2 separate regions of the Manis pentadactyla genome follow, and region 1 is linked to region 2. A link is a contact called in public Hi-C data. All regions are on one chromosome and are shown on one strand. Each heading gives the region's core, a stretch centred on a gene start, on an enhancer-like site or on the middle of the called end of the contact. The rest is flanking DNA. Distances are from core to core; before and after follow the strand shown. Region 1 holds the start of MXD1 (MAX dimerization protein 1). Region 2 holds the start of SNRPG (small nuclear ribonucleoprotein polypeptide G).

Evidence for each region. Hi-C and Micro-C count contacts between places; a contact is called where the count stands out from the background.
Region 1: a Hi-C map of blood shows a contact between it and region 2, with 5 times the contacts expected there. The contact joins the promoter of MXD1 here to the promoter of SNRPG in region 2. A contact is called at or near these places in 3 of 3 Hi-C or Micro-C datasets (blood, fibroblasts and skin fibroblasts).

Annotation. Positions count from the first base shown.
Region 1 is chr2:176,767,390-176,774,442 of mManPen7.hap1, forward strand. MXD1 (MAX dimerization protein 1) reads right to left here and starts at 3,803. Exons shown (of 5, transcript XM_057497108.1): 1 at 3,474-3,803; 2 at 2,609-2,708. The coding sequence starts at 3,546.
Region 2 is chr2:176,462,504-176,468,763 of mManPen7.hap1, forward strand. SNRPG (small nuclear ribonucleoprotein polypeptide G) reads left to right here and starts at 4,837. Exons shown (of 4, transcript XM_036908301.2): 1 at 4,837-4,971. The coding sequence starts at 4,940. It overlaps FAM136A (family with sequence similarity 136 member A), which reads left to right. Exons shown (of 3, transcript XM_036908303.2): 2 at 367-507; 3 at 2,234-3,733. The coding sequence ends at 2,422.

The sequences.
Region 1 (7,053 bases), core at 2,553-5,052, 300 kb after region 2:
GATGCGTAAACCATATATTTTTCATTAAAGAAATCCATGTGATTATTGAAAAGATTTGGTAACTCTGGAATCACTGTTAAAGATTCAGTGTCACCATCTAAAAAATATACTCTTAACATTAAGGTAACTAAGGCAAACTATAGAGTATCTGAGAAAAGGAAAAGTCTTTGGGTTCAAAAAGACTCCCTATGTGAGGTCAGCTATATAGCTACTGTCTAATGAAAGAACTAGGTGGCAAGTCCTGAACTTCCACTTTCATAAGTGCCAAAGCCTGCTTTACCAACTTAACAAAACATACACTTAAAAACTCTGGATTTCAATTCTAAGTATTTACTAACCGATTTTAAAAATCAGTAGGAAAGAAAAAAAGGTTCCATCTCTCTGTTTTCTAGTAGTTTTCTGGATGACTCCAAAATAATCAACAGTCACATTTTCATTTGTTTTTGTTGTTTTTTTTAAACTAGAGAAACTTGATTAAGATCTGCATTTTCACTTCCCAGGAAGTTTACTATGTGACTCTTTTTTTAAATGTCCAAGGAAAAGTAACCCCCTGATTCTACAAAGAGCACAGCATTTCAATCTGAATTAACAAGAATAAACTGTTACCCACTGGTTATGTAAACCAGCAGTAATCTCTCCACAGTCTTTACCTCAGTTCAAAATCCTGACCATACATGGCCTTGGATGTAAGTCTAATTCAAATCAAGGGGTCAAACTGCCTTCTCTGGGGAGATCTCTCACTGCCCAGGTAAGGGTCATTCCAAACAGCTCATGAAGGAAATGATCACATTTACAAAACAACCTGCTCTTGCTTCATCTGTTTGCTTGGTGCCATCTCCAGGTTTAACCATGGTCTCTCAGAGATCCCTGCACCACTGAAGTTGTTACAATAATATACTATTAGTTCAGAACATGGACAACATGATAGCCTCCTGTCTCTAACCATGGAAAGCAATCCAAACCCATGAACAGAAGTAACACAGTTTTTCCAAAAATCAGCCATTTTTCAGAAATAATGTTGGATATTAAAGAGAAGATAATCTTTTCTTGGCTTGAAATGCTCAACTATTATTTTTCCTTCCTAATCACCTTTTGGGACCAAGCTACTTCTCTTCAACATCCCCTTTTTTCCTCTTTCCACAACTGAACATCCCCCCACCAACTTTCCTGTGAAACTTGGGAAAAAGTAAAGTGCCAAGGATAAAGCTTTGACTATTAATGTGGACAATTCCCCACAAACCATGAGGAGACAAGAATAAAAGCAACAAATGGACTACATTTTTCCAGAAAAGTAAACCAAACCTTTTCAAAGTTCTTATATATAAAACTTTAAAAACCAATACTGTAACAAAACACAACACAGCTAAGTTATTTTATACCATTGCATAATACAAGTGATTATTCATATCTTTCTTATGAATGGGTGCCTTAGTACCCATGCACACTTATTGGCTACCACCTTCAGGTTAATGCTAAAGATGGGAGAGGCAAAACCACCAGGTAGTTAATTACCAGGTTCATCCTTCACGTGCCTTCCATGCCTTCCTATTCAAGAGGTACTCACATCCTGTGGTTCTACCAACACTAAGGACAATGGGGTGAATCAAGGACAGAAGTGGCAGCAAGAACAAATTGAGTTTTAGGCTCAAGTGGGAACCTTCTGGCTTCTAGTGGTCTGTATTGTGCCACAAAGCTGAACAGATAATAGTTACATGCAGGGAGTTATTCATGAGGATGGGAGAGGGATAAGGATTCTAAATCAGTGATGAAAATATCAGTGATTTTAATTTATTGGAATGAAAGGTATAATTCAAAAAGATCTCATAAAACAGGCTTCCTAGTTAACTTATTTTAAGGGAAAAAAGGGGCAATAGCATTAATGGGGTACTTACATGTACCAGGGACTATGTTCATGGCTTTAATATGTGATTTCATTGACCATGAACCAAATACTTTCCAGTGAGATTCAGAGATTTAAAAAACTATGAGGCTAACATAAAAAGGTGGTGGTATACTAGTATATTAATGTTATATACTCTTCTATCACCAAAAAGGTAGGTTTTAACCTTAATCATTCCTCTTTGCCATTATACACAGATGTGAAAAATTCATCAGATAAACCACTGAATTTGTATGTCAATATGAAATCCTACCACCTATGTCAAGTCAGATACTGTAACGTTTATAAAATCTTCACTATGAAAAATCAAGAGAAATAATGTCCAGCTTTTTCAATATATAGAAAACAATTAAACTTTCAATTATAGAAAAAGAATCTGCAACTTTTGAAGGCAAAATACTGTCAGTGTTGCTGATCTCACTGGAAGTTTTCATAGAGTTTTGTTTCAAAAGGGAAGAAAACCACAATTAAATTTTTTAGAAAGTTCATAAAGAAATATCAAACATTTCCATTTCTCTCTTTTCTTCAGTTCCCTAACCCCAAACAGAAGGGCTGCTTCCTCAAATGGCTTAAGACCATGTATACATTACTGAATCATGATAGTCACTTAATTTACAGGGTTATAATTACAACAGGCAACTTCCATTCTGCAGTTTGTGTCATTTGCAGTATAATCTAAAAGAGAAAGAGAAATATTTACCAAATTACCTGCTACTGCTGTTATTCTTCTTGGATTTGTTCCTCCGTTTTAAGGCATCTCTGTCCTTGTTATTGTATGGTAACATGGAGGCATAACCATGTTCAGCTTCTAGAAAACCGGAGGATCCAGTTAATGAATGAGCCCAAAACACTCAATACTCTTTCCCCTACACAGTATTTCCTTTTCAAAATGTACTTATTTTTCATTAAAAGAATAATGTGAAAATAAACGGAGCAACGTGGAATTCTTAGAACAATGACTGTTTTTTAAAATTGTGCGAACACCCTCTGTTCGGAGCAGGTGTAAGGAGCATTCTAGTTGCTCATTGTTGAGAAAGACACATAAGTCGCCAAGCTCATGGAGCCTGGGTTTCCCGTTGGCAACGTCCAGCAGGTTGGTGTGTGTTAAGTGGGACCAGCTTCAGGCGAAGATGCTAGGCAAACACCGGGAGTCAGGGTCGGGGGTTGCGGGGCCGTACAGGAGAGGCGCTGCTCCTCCAGCAGGCCCACGTAGGGGCCGGCCGGGGCAAGCCCCGCTGAGGTAAACCAAGGGCCTGGCTGAGCGGTCCCCGGGCACCCCACTAGCCACGGGGTGAAGGGAAGAAGGGGTCACGCTTGGGACCTCGGTGGGCAGCGGCCCCTTTGCCACACTCATTCATTGCCTTTGGGGCAGCGGCAGCCTCCCAGCGGACCGCGCGTGGAGAGAACTGGAGAGGTTGGGAGCGCTCGCGGTCGCCCTCTTCGAGCCTCCAACCATCCCCAGAGTGGTTGGGAGCCCCGACCCGCGGCCAGGACCCTCAGAGCCCCGACCCGCGGCCAGGACCCTCAGAGCCCTGGCCGGGTCTCGGCCCGAACCCCTCCCGTCCCCGTGCACCTCTCTCCCGCCGCTCCAGGTAGTCGGCCGCCTCCAGCAGCATCTGGATGTTCATCCGAACCGCCGCCGCCATTCTGCACCGGGGGCCGGAGCCACGGGACCAACCCCCACTGCTCACGGGCTCACGAGCTCACCGCCGCCGGACACCCTCGCCCCGCTGTGGACCCCGCAGAACAGGGTTGAGAGAGCCTCTCCGGCGACCACGCTCGCAAGAAGGGGGAGGGGGCAGGTGAGCTGGGCACCACACACACCGTGACAGAACCCGGAGAAAAGCAGCAGCCGCCACCGTCGCGCAGTGTTTATCCCCGGCTCACCATCCCCCCGCCCCCAGCCCCTTCTCTTGACAGGCTCTCTTCGGCTGCGTTCCTCATTGGGTACCCCAAAGAATGCCCAGCCCCTGAGCTTGTCCGATTGGGAAAGGGCATCAGGGCCACGCCCCCTGGGGTCCGCTCCTCTCCCGGGTTGGTCACACTTGACAAGGCCCGGGCTGCACCCCCTCTTTCCAATTGGTGACAGTGCTAGCAACTCCGCCTCGTACTCCTTCCCTATTTTCCATTGGGTCTATACCGACAACCAGGCCCCTTCTATTTTGTTCCCATTGGCCAAAAGCTACAGAAAGCAAGCCACTTTGCCTGTTTCCCATTGGTGAAACCTTCTGAAACCTCCCAGCTACGATGACGTCACCTTTCTCCAGACCCAGAGAGCCCTGAGTGGCTGGGGGTCCCCGGCCCGGCTACTCCTCCCTGGATCTGGCATTGGCTACCGGGGCAGACCGGGAGTCGAGCAGCGCTGATTCACCGGCGGCCGCGGAACTCGGCTCCACCCTGCCCCGCCTGGGGCCTGTTGCCAGGACCTGTCCCAGGGGAAAAGTTGCGGGGCCCTGCTGGGCGCCTCTGAAGTGGAAGGTTGTTACCGCGCGTTGCCTGGGAGCTCTGCCCCACTCGGTTTCGGAACCAGAGTCCTCGGTCTGGCGGCCGCGGCTCAGAGGTTCCAGGCTTCCCGAGACGGGGACGGTAGAGGGATTTGAGTAAGTCTCCAGAAGGGAGAGCGGCACCAAAATCCCGGTGGGGGGCCGGCCTGGTGAGCCTTGAAGGGAAAAGCTTGGTCTCAGCGTTCTCTCTCGGAAAGCGCTGGAGTCTGGTGGCTGTAAGCGGCACTGAGCGCCTCCCACAAGGTACTCCCTACGCCCAGGTGCTGGCGTTACTCCCTCACGCGAGTGGGTTTTAAAGCTCAGAAACTTCCCGTGCCTACAGAATGACGCTCAGTCTCCCAGATTCTCTGACCTAAAGAGCTCTTCCAGGGTCTTTCCTTCCCCTTTAATTCTAGATGAAAACATTCAAGGATACTTCAAGATAGCTAAAAATGGTGTTTGTATCAATATAAATGTTTAAAGAACGAAACGTTTAAGGATTGTTCCTTAAGCCTATCAAGATTTATGAGATGAGAGCTATCTTGAGACCCAAGTTACATTATTAACATACTGACATGTCCACTTAAAAAAGTTGGAATAAAATTTTCGGTAAGTTGAGAACCTGAATATAGAAATGAATAAAGCATGAACATATTTCACAAACCTTTAAAAAAAAGTTTGCTGTTGCCAATATATGAAAACAATACCTTAGTATGTGTTAGGTAATTTGCCTACGTTATCTCTATAATCTGTAACAAAACCGCATTAGGTGTGTTAATTATCTTTATTTTACACGTGAGGAACCTGAGGCCCAGGGAAGCTGAATGACTTACCTCATCATCCATTTGGCTGGAGATGGAAGCTGAACCTAAATCTCTTCCACCCAGAGCCCACGCAACCAAGGCTCCCCTGCCAGTTGTTCTAAAAACAACAGTTAAGAAACATTTCCAGACTGAGTCACAAAACACTGATCCTCAAACACTGGGGAAAAAGGAGAAACTTGTATGTACAATTATGATGGGAAAATTTTAAATGTGTCCTTTTTAATGGTTGACAAATCCATTAAAATTAAATAAACTCAACAGAATTAGAATAAGTAAATGTAGTAACCCATGCTTTACATACAGGAAACTATTTTCTGATTTTATGGGTTAACTGAATCTAAAAGTTGATTTTTTTATGAAAACTAATAAATACATATACTGAAGATAAAAGTTGTCAACACAGAAATAAATGAAAATGGGGATATAAAAATTTTAAAGAGTATTTTAAAATTGCAGGTTATTTGTACAACATATTTGAAAATCGTAATGAAATGAATTATGTGCCAAAACATAATAGAGAAAACACTGATTTCATTTCAATTGTGGATTTTGTATACTTTTATATTTTCTCTTTAATTTTATTATGAATATTCAGCATGTCTATTTATTCTTTCTCCTACCCACAACTCTTTTTAAGACCCACTCTTAATTTCGTTATCATGATCCTTCACTTAAAACCATCCTGGCTGAAAATCACACATATAAAAAATAAAAAAAGGAAAAAGTTGTATCTGAGTCAGAAATAGCAAATTAATAATTTAAACACCAACAGGTTTATCTTAAACTCCAAATAAAAATGCTAAGTTATATAACAATCTGAAAATTAGATGAAAGAACGGACCCTTCCTGTTACTTTGTGGTAGTGAGGAGAAGTGATCCATTATCCAGCAACACCAACAAGAGGAATTAGTATCATGAACAACCTCAAAGGGCTTTTGGTGCCATCTACTGGAAATCAAGCAGTAACTATAAAACATTTGGTTTTGTTTTTCTAGAAATCATTTTACACCAATGTATACAATGACTAGTTAAAAAATCTGAAAGCACAGGTTTTGAAGAAAGAACTGAAAATCCTAAAACAAAGTACAAATGGTGTCCCCCAGTACCTGGTGCCTCAAAGGCATATTACATAAGTACTGACTGATAGACACAGCAGCAAAAATAAAAACTGGGAATTCCAGATTATCAGAATTTTAATTAAAAACTATGGGTAATAGCACAAACATGGGCTGACAGTAGTTTATATCTTCGAGCAGGTATCAAAATAAACTAATGGAAGTAAAAGAGAATGTTGAAAATGGGGAAGCACAAAGATATAAGATACTTGTTAGATAATCTTCACTGCCACCTTTTAGAAGCTAAGATACAGTCTCCTTTTGAGGGGCTTATACTGTGGATGGGCAGAGGATAGCATGAAAATGTCAGTGCTAAGCAGCATGCTCCTTAAATACTATGGGAATTCTGACAGATACGCCTCTTCAAAGGGTACCTCAGAGTGGCAAGGAAGACAACTTTGTAATATCATCCTTAAATGTCTAACAAGTTCCAAAATCGTGGGAATTAAAACACCCTATTTATAACTGAGTTTAATACCTCCTAACCACTATTTTCATTTTAATGAATTTTTTATTAGTTTTTGAGGAATTGATTTTGTTCTTTGAAGTAGAATAATCAGAACTGGAATTTTCTGCTTCAGTAATATCAATCCCCTTCTTTGGGCTATTTTGGATACTCCAATATCATGATTTATTAAGACATTAAGTTTTAAAAATGCTACCTTACAAAAAATTAGTCACTCCACAAATATTTGATTTAAAAAATGGCTAAACCAACAGTGGTATACACA
Region 2 (6,260 bases), core at 3,587-6,086:
ACCAGATTGTGGATTTACCTTTTAGTGCCCCCTTGAGTAATTGATTAATGGAAGGGTTGTCCTCTGAGGAATCTAGATTATAGGTTATTGACCTCTGAACCCTGTGGTATAGGCACCTAGTTTTCAGAACTTGGTTTCATCTGACTCACTGCCACCTTCCCCTACCACCCAGCATTCAGTGCAACAAGTGCCAATGAGCTAGCGGCAAGAAGGCCATTAAAAAGCACTGAGGGTAACTTTCCCATTTGTGGTTTTGAGGATACCTGTTCTAAGGAGAGGTGCAAATATAGCTGCTATCCCTAACCTCTGTTGCACACTCTGTCCCTGGAAGCTCTGGGACCTAACCCGTCTCTCCTCTCGCCCCAGGGCCTCATGTTCAGGTGCAGCGCCAGCTGTTGTGAGGACAACCAGGCCTCCATGCAGCAGGTACACCGGTGCATTGACCGCTGCCATGAGCCTCTGGCCCAAGCCCAGGCCCTGGTGACCAGCGAGTTGGAGAAGTTCCAGGTGAGGAACATCCCAAACAAGAGCACTCTAGTCATTGATGCTCCTCTTTCACAGGAGATGACAAGCATTTGTTCAAAATTCCTGGCTTTAATGTCTTGATTGTATTAACCTTGGTGACAGTTCTGTGGCCAGCCAGTCTTCACAGGATCTGAAATTCGGGCTGTATTTCCCATGGAAACAGTAATGTAAAAGGGAGTTTATGACCAAGAGCCTTATGCTTTTTTTCTATAGACAACAAATAAAAACATGTATACTAAATAATATAGATCTTTCTAAAGCATATATTCATTCATTCTTATAACAGAATTCCCTGGGAAGGTGGTATAGGCTAGTCTTAAAAAGGTAAATCACAGCAAGATCGTTTTGAGGCCTTAACCTACCCTGGACTACCCCTACTTCTACACCCAGAGGGAGCTCCCATGCGACTGATGAGCAATCATTATTATTGTTGACTCATCGATGCCTGCCTCACAAGCCCCTCTAAGGTCACAAAGAGCCCACCATATCACACTCTCTACCCTGAGCAAAATATTGATTGTATGCTCTTCCTGTGACTATATGTTTCTGGAACTTGGGAGAAGCAGAGCCCATTTCTTTTTCTGAACCAGTTTTTCATAGCTTGAGATTCTGTTCACATGGAAAAATGATATCTAATGTGATCAATTTTTATATCCTGTATAAAATTCTTCAAAATTACTGACACTTGGAAGAAATAACTTCTCCACGGTCATGAAATCCCAAAGGTTTTCTTTGTGTTCATTCTGACAGCTAATTTTGTAGATGGGGTCTTTGAAATTTTGATTCTTGGGTTGCTGTAACTTTCTCTTCCCATTCATTTTTCAGATCTCTCTAATCAGACTTACTTTTCCACCCTGCCAGAACTGCAGTACCATTCCCTGCTGTGGGGCTAAATCCAGAGGTCATTTTTCACTCTGATCTTACTCAGACTATCTGCATTATTGACAGTGATCACACTCTTTCCTGAAACACTGTCCAGTTGGGCATCAGGACACCTCACTCCTAGTTTTCCATCTCACTCCCTGGCCATCCTTTCTTGGCCTGCTTTCCTGGCTTTTCCCCCTTCTCCGACCTCTGAGCACTGGAGTGCCCAGGCCTGTCCTTGGACCTTCTCATTTTTCTATCTAGCTTTCTAGTCTCATAGCTATAAATATCTATATCCTGACAATGCCTATATTCATTTATAGTTCTGAACCAGATCCATTCCTGATCTCAATTCGTATATCCAACTGTTTTCCTGAACATCTCCACTTACTTGTTTGTCTTGCCATATAAGTGCAATAAAGGCAAGAACGTTATCTTTTACTTATTGCTATATTCCTCAACATTAGAACGGTACCTGGCACATGGGAGATGCTCAATAAATATTTGTTGAAGTGAGTATTTTTTTGTTGTAAGGACAGACATGAAAGAATCAAAGTGTTTGACTTTCTGTAGTTGAGTAACAGAAGCCTTACTTACATTTCACTTCCTGAAAAGGGCTTTTGTACAATTTATTCTGTCATTTACAGCTTTCTACTAATGTATTGTTTGGGCCTCCCTATGCCAGCCTCTGTTTCAATCAGAATAATCTTGGTTAATTGCACTGTTGTGTCCCTTTAATATATGTCAATCCAAAATATGTAGCAAAGGGCCTTATCATGTGATAAGCACTCAGTAAATGAATCTATCCTCTCAGCCTTCTCAGCCCTCTTCCTTCTTGCCACAGGACCGCCTGGCCCGGTGCACCATGCATTGCAACGACAAGGCCAAAGATTCGATAGATATGGGGAGTAAAGAGCTTCAGGTGAAGCAGGAGCTGGAGAGTTGTGTGACCAAGTGTGTGGATGACCACATACATCTCATCCCAACCATGACCAAGAAGATGAAGGAGTCTCTCTTGTCCATTGGAAAATAGAAGTCTTTGCCCTTGGCCATGAGGGCTGAGGGCAAGAATCTATTTAAAAAAAGGAGTGGGAATTTTGGTCTTTTAAGCAAAGTTTATGAGTGAAGAAATTAAGAATGGCAGCAAGTTTAAGACATATGTTACTTGCCTCTGGACACTGGTTCCTTTACGTTTCAGCCCTAGAAAGTGAAGTGGAAAAAAAACTGGTGCTAAAATTTGGGTCAGAGAGATCACAGGAGAGTTTTTGATAGCCTAAATTTCATGTGGCAAGTACTTTCCTGGCAGTAGACATCTCCCTTGTACCAAGACAGAACTCTCCAATGCACCAGATTCTTAATAGTACACAGGTACCAACAGCCTGGCAGTTTCCTGTCATCTGCCTGTTATCTGGTAGAGTGTGAGGAGAAATGTTTCTGTTTGTTGCCAACCTCCTGTTTACTAGAAGGGTCACCACGCCATTTTCCATAAATTGTAAAACAAAATCCATGAGAGCACTAATTTAGAAGGGAAGAATGGTTTCTGGGCCTTTGCTTTGCTTGATTTTGTTTTATAGACAAGGGAATAGGGTTGACTTAGGATATGGAGTTGGGAGAGGTAGTTGGGATAAGATCTCTGAAAGGTTTCTTAGGGATATCCGTTTGTGGCAGTCAGGATGTGGATATGCATTTCTTGAAATACTCATACATATTTCAGCCTGGACACCCTGCAAAAACATGAGAGGCAATGTCACACTGGGTGTGGGAAAAGCAGACCTTTTCTCACTGGCAGCCATGATGGGCCCTGAGGCTATCCGCAGCTAGTAACAAGACGATCTTGCAATAACACTCTCTTGAAGGGAAAGGATGTTTTCATTGTACTATATACCGGTATCCAGGAATGACCAACGAAAGAGGCACTGTTGGCTGCTTAAGAGTTACAAAGTACTGGATTTGGGAAAACTGGGTTTTCATAGAACAGAATGGGATGAAATAAACCCAGTCAGTATTACTGCCTCCTGAAATAACAGAGCCCTATTGATATAGTCCCTGGGCAACAGGAAGGTCAAGGGAGAAAATGTAAGCGACTCAGGGGCAAGCTGTGACTCCTTTAGAGCAAAAAAGGGGCAGTCCCCCAGTACCAAATACTGCTTTTGCCTGGGGCCTTTGCAACAATCAGTGTTCCTGCCCCAGCTTTGGTACCTTAATCATTTTTATAAGGACCTAGTTGTTGTTTTACCAACTTACTACTTGAAATTATAATAGAGCCTGTCTGTGCTGTTTGGGGGCTGTGATATATTTTCCTACTTGTTCAATTTTAAAAAATAAAGTTTAATTTTTCCTCCAGTATTGTGTTTCTTCCCTTTTATCTGGGCAGTGAATATATAACTTTATTAGGATGCTTTTCTTTGTAATATGTGAAGTAAGTTTCTTAAGAGGTCCAGAAGAGTGAATATAGTGTTATGGTTGGGATACAGGACTGATCCAATGTAAATGGGGGAAACTTTGAGAACAGGCTAGGGCACTACGTCTTGAAGTCCATCAGTGTAAACAGAAACTATAAGGCTAGAATTGAGTACTCATGTCAGGTCCTAGCTTCAGGTAAACAGTAATAGCAAATGGTGGAAAGGTACACAGTTATGACCCCTCTAGAGAAAATGCAACATCTAGGATTTTGAGTACCAGAAGTACAGACTGTATGAGTTTGTCTTTATTACCATGGGTATTTAAGTATAGCCATTACTGAACGTTAGTAATAAATTGAACTTCTGAGAACCGTCCCCTACTTAGAATCACCAGGATTTCTCTATTTTGGCCAACTCTTCCGTAATCCCTATTTCATAGTAAATTCTCCTATTTTGGGTGATTTAACTGAGAACAAGTTGACGACCGATTTTCACAATGCTCTTGACTTGAAAATGAGTACCACGTATTAGCGTTTGTGTGCTGCAGTTAACATTTTACATATAAGGCAAGGTACGTTAAGTGGGGGTTCTTCTGGAAGCAGTGTTAGAATTGCAGGAGCATCGGTTGGAAATACACTTCCGCGCTCTAGATTAAAATTCTTAAGACTGGCCCCGTCACCCTGCTCTTCTGTTGCAGAGGTCACTAAGATGTTGCTGGAACACTAGGCTTAGCATGACAATATACTGTGAAAATACATGCCCAAGAAATAGAGGCCCACTCCTGAGATTTCTGTTTGGTCTATGTGAAGAAGATAACCGATGCGATCCACAAAGATAAGTGATTGACTGGTGTAGACCAGAGGTTTTATAGAACGCACACTTAACAGAACACTCAGAATTAAGGAAAACGCCCTGAGGCCCCACCCGCTTCATCCTAGCCAGTCGCGGGCAACGCAACCGGAAGCTAGAGCTGATCGACTCCATCAGGCTTCCCCTAAGTATCGCGAGGTGAAAATGTGAAAGCTTCCAGCAACCGATTGGCTAATGGGATCGTTGACGTCAGACGCAAAACGCCAGGCCTACCGCGGGAGCGTGAAGTGGGCTGCGAATTCGTTTGGAGGAATCCTTGAGCTCGCGGTGTGGGCGCCATGAGCAAAGCTCACCCTCCCGAATTGAAAAAGTAAGTATATGTGAGGACCGCGCTTAAGTGGCAGCTTCTTAGCGTGCTTAGAGTTTCTTAGGTCCTCCTCCATTTCCCATCAGTGCGCCTGGCACCCTTACTCCCGCCCGAGGCCGCCGAGATACCGGCCAGGGTTCCGCGCTTCCGCGCCTGCAGTTCGCGCAAATGTCTCTTCAGGGCCTGGTCGGCATGGTTACCAAAGCTGGCGAAGGCGCCTCCATTCTGCAGACTCGCCTCTCTGGCTCGAGTTTCTGGCCCACGTCTTCTTAGTACACTCCCTCGTGCTCTCTCCCTCGTTACTTGGAGATCTCGAATGCCATCCTTTTGTTGAGCATCTTTAATAGCATTAAGTTGTAGATAAGTGACTGGAGAGTAATTATGTAAGGAGGTGCGTGGAATGAAAATGCTTAGTAGTATATGAGGAATCAAAATCTACCTTAACCAAAACCCACGTTTGTAGCTGTTTCTTCGAACTTTAATTTAGTAATCCCATTCCTTTTTCTTGCTTGCTTGTACTTGTTAAACTGTAATGTCATGTGAAACCTTGTTCTGTTAACAGAGATGTGTGAGAACATTCATTTTTCTAATTAGAGGATAGGTTGGTCGCTTTTTCGATACCCAATAAAATCATCTCTAAAGTAGGATATTCCTACGTTAGACAGTGACCGATTTAAATGTTCAACCTCCTCAAAAACTCTTGACTGAACTTAACATGTACCATGTTTCCAAAGTACTTCTCTTTCTTGTATTTACCATGTAATGCTAGAATTCTGCATGTAGTGGTTGTTGGTTAGCACAAATTATGCAGAATTGATCCAGGGATCAATTTGTGTGGCAGCCACCTGGGCACCTTGTTTATAGTTCATTTATTACTAGCTCCATAAAGAAGTAAAAAACTTTCGAAAAATCTCATTTAATAATTCTGCATGTAAGTGCCTGTTTGTATCAAAGCCATCTTTTGGGTTAAAAACTATATTTGAATCTGTTAAAGACAATTATTAAATCATAAGCCTGACATTAAGAAAAATATAAATTATTGTGAAAATGCAGGTCTAAAAGATATTCTTTGATTGGTGATCTTGGCAAAATCTTGTGTCCTCTGGATTCATCAGGAACTGGTGAAATGGTTAATTCTTTTTTAGCAAAAGGACCAGGCTGTACTTGTAATTTCAGATTTCCTTTCTGATTTTTAACAGATACTTGAGAATTTCAGAGGATGAAACTAGTTTTAATACCTTTCTCTTCTCATACCTAGATTTCATGAATTAGGAAATCCTGTCAGAAAGTCA